Regions from separate parts of the Anser cygnoides genome. Here region 1 is linked to region 2. The links are chromatin contacts, called in public Hi-C maps. All regions are on one chromosome and are shown on one strand. The core of a region is the stretch at or near the end of the contact, and the rest is flanking DNA. Distances in the headings are between cores, read along the strand shown.

What was found. A called contact is a pair of places that touch in the nucleus more often than the background predicts.
Region 1: a contact with region 2 is called in a Hi-C map of liver, with 18 times the contacts expected there. The contact joins the enhancer-like site here to the promoter of PKM in region 2. A contact is called at or near these places in 2 of 7 Hi-C or Micro-C datasets (both in liver).

Annotation. Positions count from the first base shown.
Region 1 is chr11:12,106,708-12,109,407 of Taihu_goose_T2T_genome, forward strand. All of the region lies in intron 2 of ARIH1 (ariadne RBR E3 ubiquitin protein ligase 1), which reads left to right. Among named protein-coding and RNA genes, the nearest start is that of ARIH1, 25 kb to the left of the region's middle. Within about 2 kb of position 1,279, at least 2 of the 3 cell types and tissues checked have open chromatin away from gene starts, as enhancers often do. A contact at or near this core is called in liver, where this site is marked.
Region 2 is chr11:12,036,112-12,038,811 of Taihu_goose_T2T_genome, forward strand. PKM (pyruvate kinase M1/2) reads right to left here and starts at 1,364. Exons shown (of 11, transcript XM_048081479.2): 1 at 1,208-1,364.

The DNA of each region.
Region 1 (2,700 bases), core at 29-2,528, 71 kb after region 2:
TTGCAGCCAAAACATTTTAAGTAAGTGTAAATATTTACAAAGTCCACAGGTAAATATTTACTCTGGGTACATATTCATTAAAATACTTATCTTAATTCCATAGGATCACCCCTGTGAGTAATGTAATACGTGGCCCTTGCTTATGCAGAGCTATTGCACACGAGCTGCAGTTTCGGTGCAGGTACCCTGCTGTACTAGAAAAACATTAAAACGTTTTCCCTCGAGGAGCTATTGCTGCTTTCTGTCATCTCTTCACCAAATGAAGCCGTCTGCAGCCCTCCGCTGGCACCCAGCTGCGTGAAACAGGAGCGGGATGCTGGGGCAGAGGCTGGGGGATGGCTCGTTGCAGAGGGTTGAGGAAGACTCTGCGATTGCTGCAGTATTAGATGAAGGTGAGGGTGGGAGGCGAGTGGTCATGAGCTAGCTGCAGATTGTGTCTTTTTGTCGAAGTGGAGGATTTTGCTAAAATAGATGCTTTGGAAGTTTTTCCTATTTAGACAAAGAGGAGCTGATTAAGCCCAAATCTAGACTTGGTTAGTCTTCCAAAATAAAGATGGTTTTTGAGTCTGGCTTGGCTTTGTGTGTTTCCAGCAAATCTTAGGGCAGCATTGTGCTACTGTCACCAAGCAGAAAAACACGACTGACTGGGAAGCATCCACAGTGAGTGGAGAGGCGTGCTGTAATCGGGCAAAAAGTTTGATTCAAACTCCTCCAATTCAGAAGCTCCTGCAGTGTGAATGGGTTTAATGCTGGCTAAGGTGTAATGTTTGGGTGCAGTTTGTGGTAATAGCTGTCACACCAAGTCTGAGCTCGAACTCAGTTGCTTAATGGCGTGTGTTTACAGACCTAGGCAGTGCCTCTCGTACCTTAGCTCATTGTGAATCAGCATGACCTGCCGGGCAGCCCGATCGGACTTCGCCTGCAGGAAAGCAGATAAACCAAGTGGCTTTTTTCTGATAAGTGCCGAGTGCTACCAGGTCTGAGCTCGTGAGATGAAAATGTTCATGTTTTAATACGCACAAACCTCTTTGTTGCTTTGTTGTATTGTTATGCATGTTTTTAATAAACAGGTTGTTATGGTCTGTGACAGCTTTGTCATGGAGTAATTCCCTGGAGTTACTAAGAGGGCAGATATGTTACAGGTGTTTATTCCACCTCAAGTGAGGTAATATCCACAGTTCAAAAGCTGCCCTATCCGCTCCTGAAGTACTAATTATTTGACTGGCTCTGAAAGCCAAATTGGTGTTTTGGGGTGGGTTGGCTTGAAGGATAGAAGTGGGTAGTGGAGGAAATACTCCAGCTTCTGAAGTGTTGCACGTGTCTCAGAGAAGGATGTTATTGTCTTGAAGAAAAGCAATTCCTGAAGAAAAGCAAGTCAGCATATAACCAAGGGCCCAATTTGGGATACAGAGAGAGATTTGAGGTCCATCATAGGTGCTTCTTGGTGGCTGCATGTCTGCATTCCTCTGAGCAGAGGACAGATGCTCAAACAGCCTCGGTGGCTTGGCTGCTAGCCCAGGCTGCCTCTTCCCCTTGCTTTTGGGATCCCCCTCCTGGCTGTAGGTGCCTTCATGCCTCCCTCCTTTCCCTTGGGCATGTAAGTGCTTTAGACTACTCAGCAGGGCTGAACAGGTGAAGAAATTATTGCTTACGGCCAGCTTTTTGGTGCGAAGGTATCTTTTACTGTGAGTGTGCTGATTTTCTGACATTCACAAATACCCTTTCAATAAAGTAAATAACCCAAAGTGTGTACTAGGAGCTTTTTTTGAGTGGAAAGGGTTTTTGTATTGAATACTCCCTGGGATGGAATTTGATTATGTCTAGAAAATTGTTATTGGGCAGTTACCAGCAGCGGTGTCTGTAGAGATGGATGCTGTTTTGAGTAAATAAAGGAGTCGACAGCCTGATCCCTCTACCAACAAGACCTGATGCTATTATGGACTTGGTTTTGGTAAGCTAAGAAGAAATTCTAGAAGAACATTAAAAGAATTTTTGCTGTGTGGCTGATGAGTTTAAAGTGGCAGAGAAAACATCTTGGTCTGTAATGAAAAGAATGAACATCAATAACTGGCTCTATTAGTTTTGCAGTCAGCTGTATTGAACAAAGTCTACTGCTGAACAGACCACAACACTTCGGGAATGGCCTAAGTGCTGGAATTACTGAATTTGTGAAGAGAGAAGGAGGGGAATGTAAGGGATTTAACACAGAGGGGTGTTAAAGATGCTGTGCTCCTACCTAGGATGGAAAGGAGGACCAAGCTACCAAGAAGCAACCCTTTGGTAGTGAGAGGTCTAGGGATGGTGTGGGAATACTCAGAACCCAGGCTCGGTTACTTGGTAAAGCATCCACAGCCAAGAGAATGAGAAACTAGGGTAGAGGAACACTCTACAGTGAGGATATGGTGCAGAACCTGTGCTATCAGTAAGAACAAAATGAACCTTTGGGTTTCCTTTGAGAAAGGACCGTTGCCACATGGCTAAGGTGAAAGAGGAGATTACTGCATCTGCAGTGGAAGCAAAGCTCAGGGCCCTGTAGGTGAGCGGGGAGAGGAGCGGAGGGTGAAGGGGGTGGGATAAACTGGAGCCCCGAAGGAGAGGAGACAGAAGTAAAGGTTTTTTCTCCCATTTTTCTCCCAGGTTTCCCAGCAGAGATGATGGCATGCAGCTGTATGATATCAAATGTGGGGTATGCGTTATGGG
Region 2 (2,700 bases), core at 114-2,613:
TTTTGTCTGTGTTAAATTGAATTACCAGCTCGGGGCACAGAAGGGGAATTAACGCCGGCTTCGCGGCGCTCCGGCTAACGGCAATAAATTAAAGGTTTTAATAAAACGTGTGTTTAGTTGGAGAAAAAACAGACGGCTCCAGTGGGAGGCCCGGATGCGGCACTGCGGTCTCTGCCAGCAGCAGGAAGCGTGCTTTCGAGTGAAAGCAAAGTTTCTGGGGAGGGTTTTGCCCTGAATCACGGCGTCCAACACCTGGCCAGCAGCAGAGCGCCCTGTGCTGAAAGAAAAGATGGTTTTTAACCCGGCCGCAGCAGCACGGCACATGGGGCCACCGAACCGCAACCGCAGGGCTGTCCCTCCCTCGAGCACACCTAGCGCTCTCGCAGCACCACGTGCGGGCTTCTTCCTAGAGATACTTTAACTTAAGTCCTGCTTCGGAAACGGGGCACAAAAACGTGCTTACGACGGTGGGGTTTTTCAGTTCAGCCCTTGGGGTTGCACAACCGGCCCCGGAGCTTCCCCGGAGGCACTAAGTTCAGCAGAGCAGCTCCTCGCCGCCCAGCCCAGCCTTCGGGCGCCGGTGCCAGCCGCCGTCAGGAGCCGTCCTGGCAGCGGGGGGCGGCCGCTTCCCGGCGCGTTAGTCACCGACATCCCGGGGGCTCCCCCGGACGCATCCCCGGGCCTGCCGGATGGGTAGCGCCGAGGCCGGAACAAAGCACGTTTCAGACCTCGGCTGCTGCTTTTACTGCTCGGGGGAGGCAGCCGAGGGGCTCCCGCGGCCCGCCCCCTCCTCCCCCCCCGCCCCATCCCCGCCCCCCCGGCCCCAAACCCGCTGCGAAGCGGCCCCCGGAGCCCCCGGCCTGGGGGGGGGCAGCGGGAAGGGCCCGGGGCCGCCGACACGAGCGCTGCCGCGCCTCTGCCTCAGCGCCCGGGGGCAGGGAGCGGCTCGGGGCGGCGGCGCAAGGCCGGGCACCCCTCCAGGGACACGCGGGGCCGCCCGCGCCCCTCAGCGGCCCCTCAGGGACCGCTCCCCACTAACGGCCGCTCCCCTCAGCGGCCCCGCTCCCCTCAGCGGCCGCTCCCCCCTAGTGGCCGGCCCCGCGGGGAGGCCCCCGGCTCGGCACGGGGACCCACGGGCACCGGAGATGGCGGCGGCCCCCGGTGCCCGCCCGCCGCCTCTTCTTTCCCTGTCCGGGGCCGCCGTTACCTCCTGGTGCTGCTCCCGCCGCCACGCCCCGCACCCGTCCTGCCCGAGAGCCGCCGCTCCTCTGCGCGTGGCCGCCCCGCGCCGCCAAGGTGATCCCGGCCGCAGCACCGCCCCCACGGATCCCTCCGCCGGCTTCGCGCCGCGGGGGAGAAGCGGGGACTTCTTTCTCCGGCGGACGCGCAAGCTGCGGTTGAGGAGCGAGGCGGCTCACGCGCCCCGCAGCCAATCAGGCGGCGGCGCAGCAGGCGGGCACGCCGGAGGAGAGTGGCCGCCGCTCTTAAAGGGGCCGCGCCTATCTTAAAGGGGCCGCGCCGCTCTTAAAGGCGCCGCGCCCCTCAATTGACCCCCCCCGCGCCCGCTGCCCGCGGTACCTGCAGAAGCGCTGGGCGGCCGGGGGGCACCGTGGGGTGCTTCCCGCCGCCCCCCCGGCCGCCCCGCGGTGTCCCCCGGCTGTCCTTATGGTTGTCCCCAAGTTTTGGGGACAAAACAGCCGTTCTGGGGAAAAAAAGGCCCCGTGCCCACGCAGCTCGGTCCCGCACGGTGCCCTACACGCCGCGGCACCCCACGGGAGGTGGAGGCAGCGGGGGGCACACGCCATCCCCAGTGCTGCCAGCGCCATGGTCTGGGGACAAAAATAGACACTTGGGGACAAAAATAGGAGTCTCGAGTTACGCGCCGGGCCTGAGTGCCCAAAAACCTCAGTGGCCCTTGGGGGGGCACCAAAACGCTGCTTTTTGGCCCCGTTTTCCACCAAACCTCAAAGTCGCGTGCGTGGATTGAGCCATTTGGCTGTTTTGCCCAAAAAGAGGAATTTTGGGGGTGGCTTTGGAAGGTGGTGACACCATTGTCACTGTTGGGCTTGGGAGTCTTGAGGGAGCGTCCCCTGCTTTTCTGTTACCCCCACGGAGGGGACATTTGGGGACCAGGGTGGGGACAGTGCCGGGTTCATGGTGCGCAACCCTTGTGCCCCCTCTGCCAGCTCGTTGTCCCCATGGGGCAGCAGTGCCACCACTGGGGACAAGCCATCCGTCCCCGCAAGCACCCACAGATGCTTTGACCCCACTCACACTGGTGGAAGCACAAATCTGGGGACAAAACTTCCTCCCAGGTGTGGCACATCCCCGTCCCACGTGTCCTCCTGCCACCTTCCTCACGTGCCCAGCGCCTGGTGGCACCTTGGGTAAAGTCCAAGGCGGTGACAGGGACAAGGTGTGGGGTGTCCTCATGGCACTGTGGGGTGCGGCAGGGTGCGATGTCCTTGTGCCCTGCCGAAAAGGGGGGACAGAGGCAGGAACACTGGGCTGGGGACGTTGGGGACCCCATGCCAGCACCGTGGGGACCTTCTGCTGGGACCGTGGGGACACTGCTGGGGACACTGGGAACCCCATGGGGACATTCTGCATTGGGACCAGGGGATCCTGGTGCTGGGACAATGTGCCAGCACCATGGGGAGGGGACACTGGGGACCTCATGCCAGCAATGTATGGACCCAC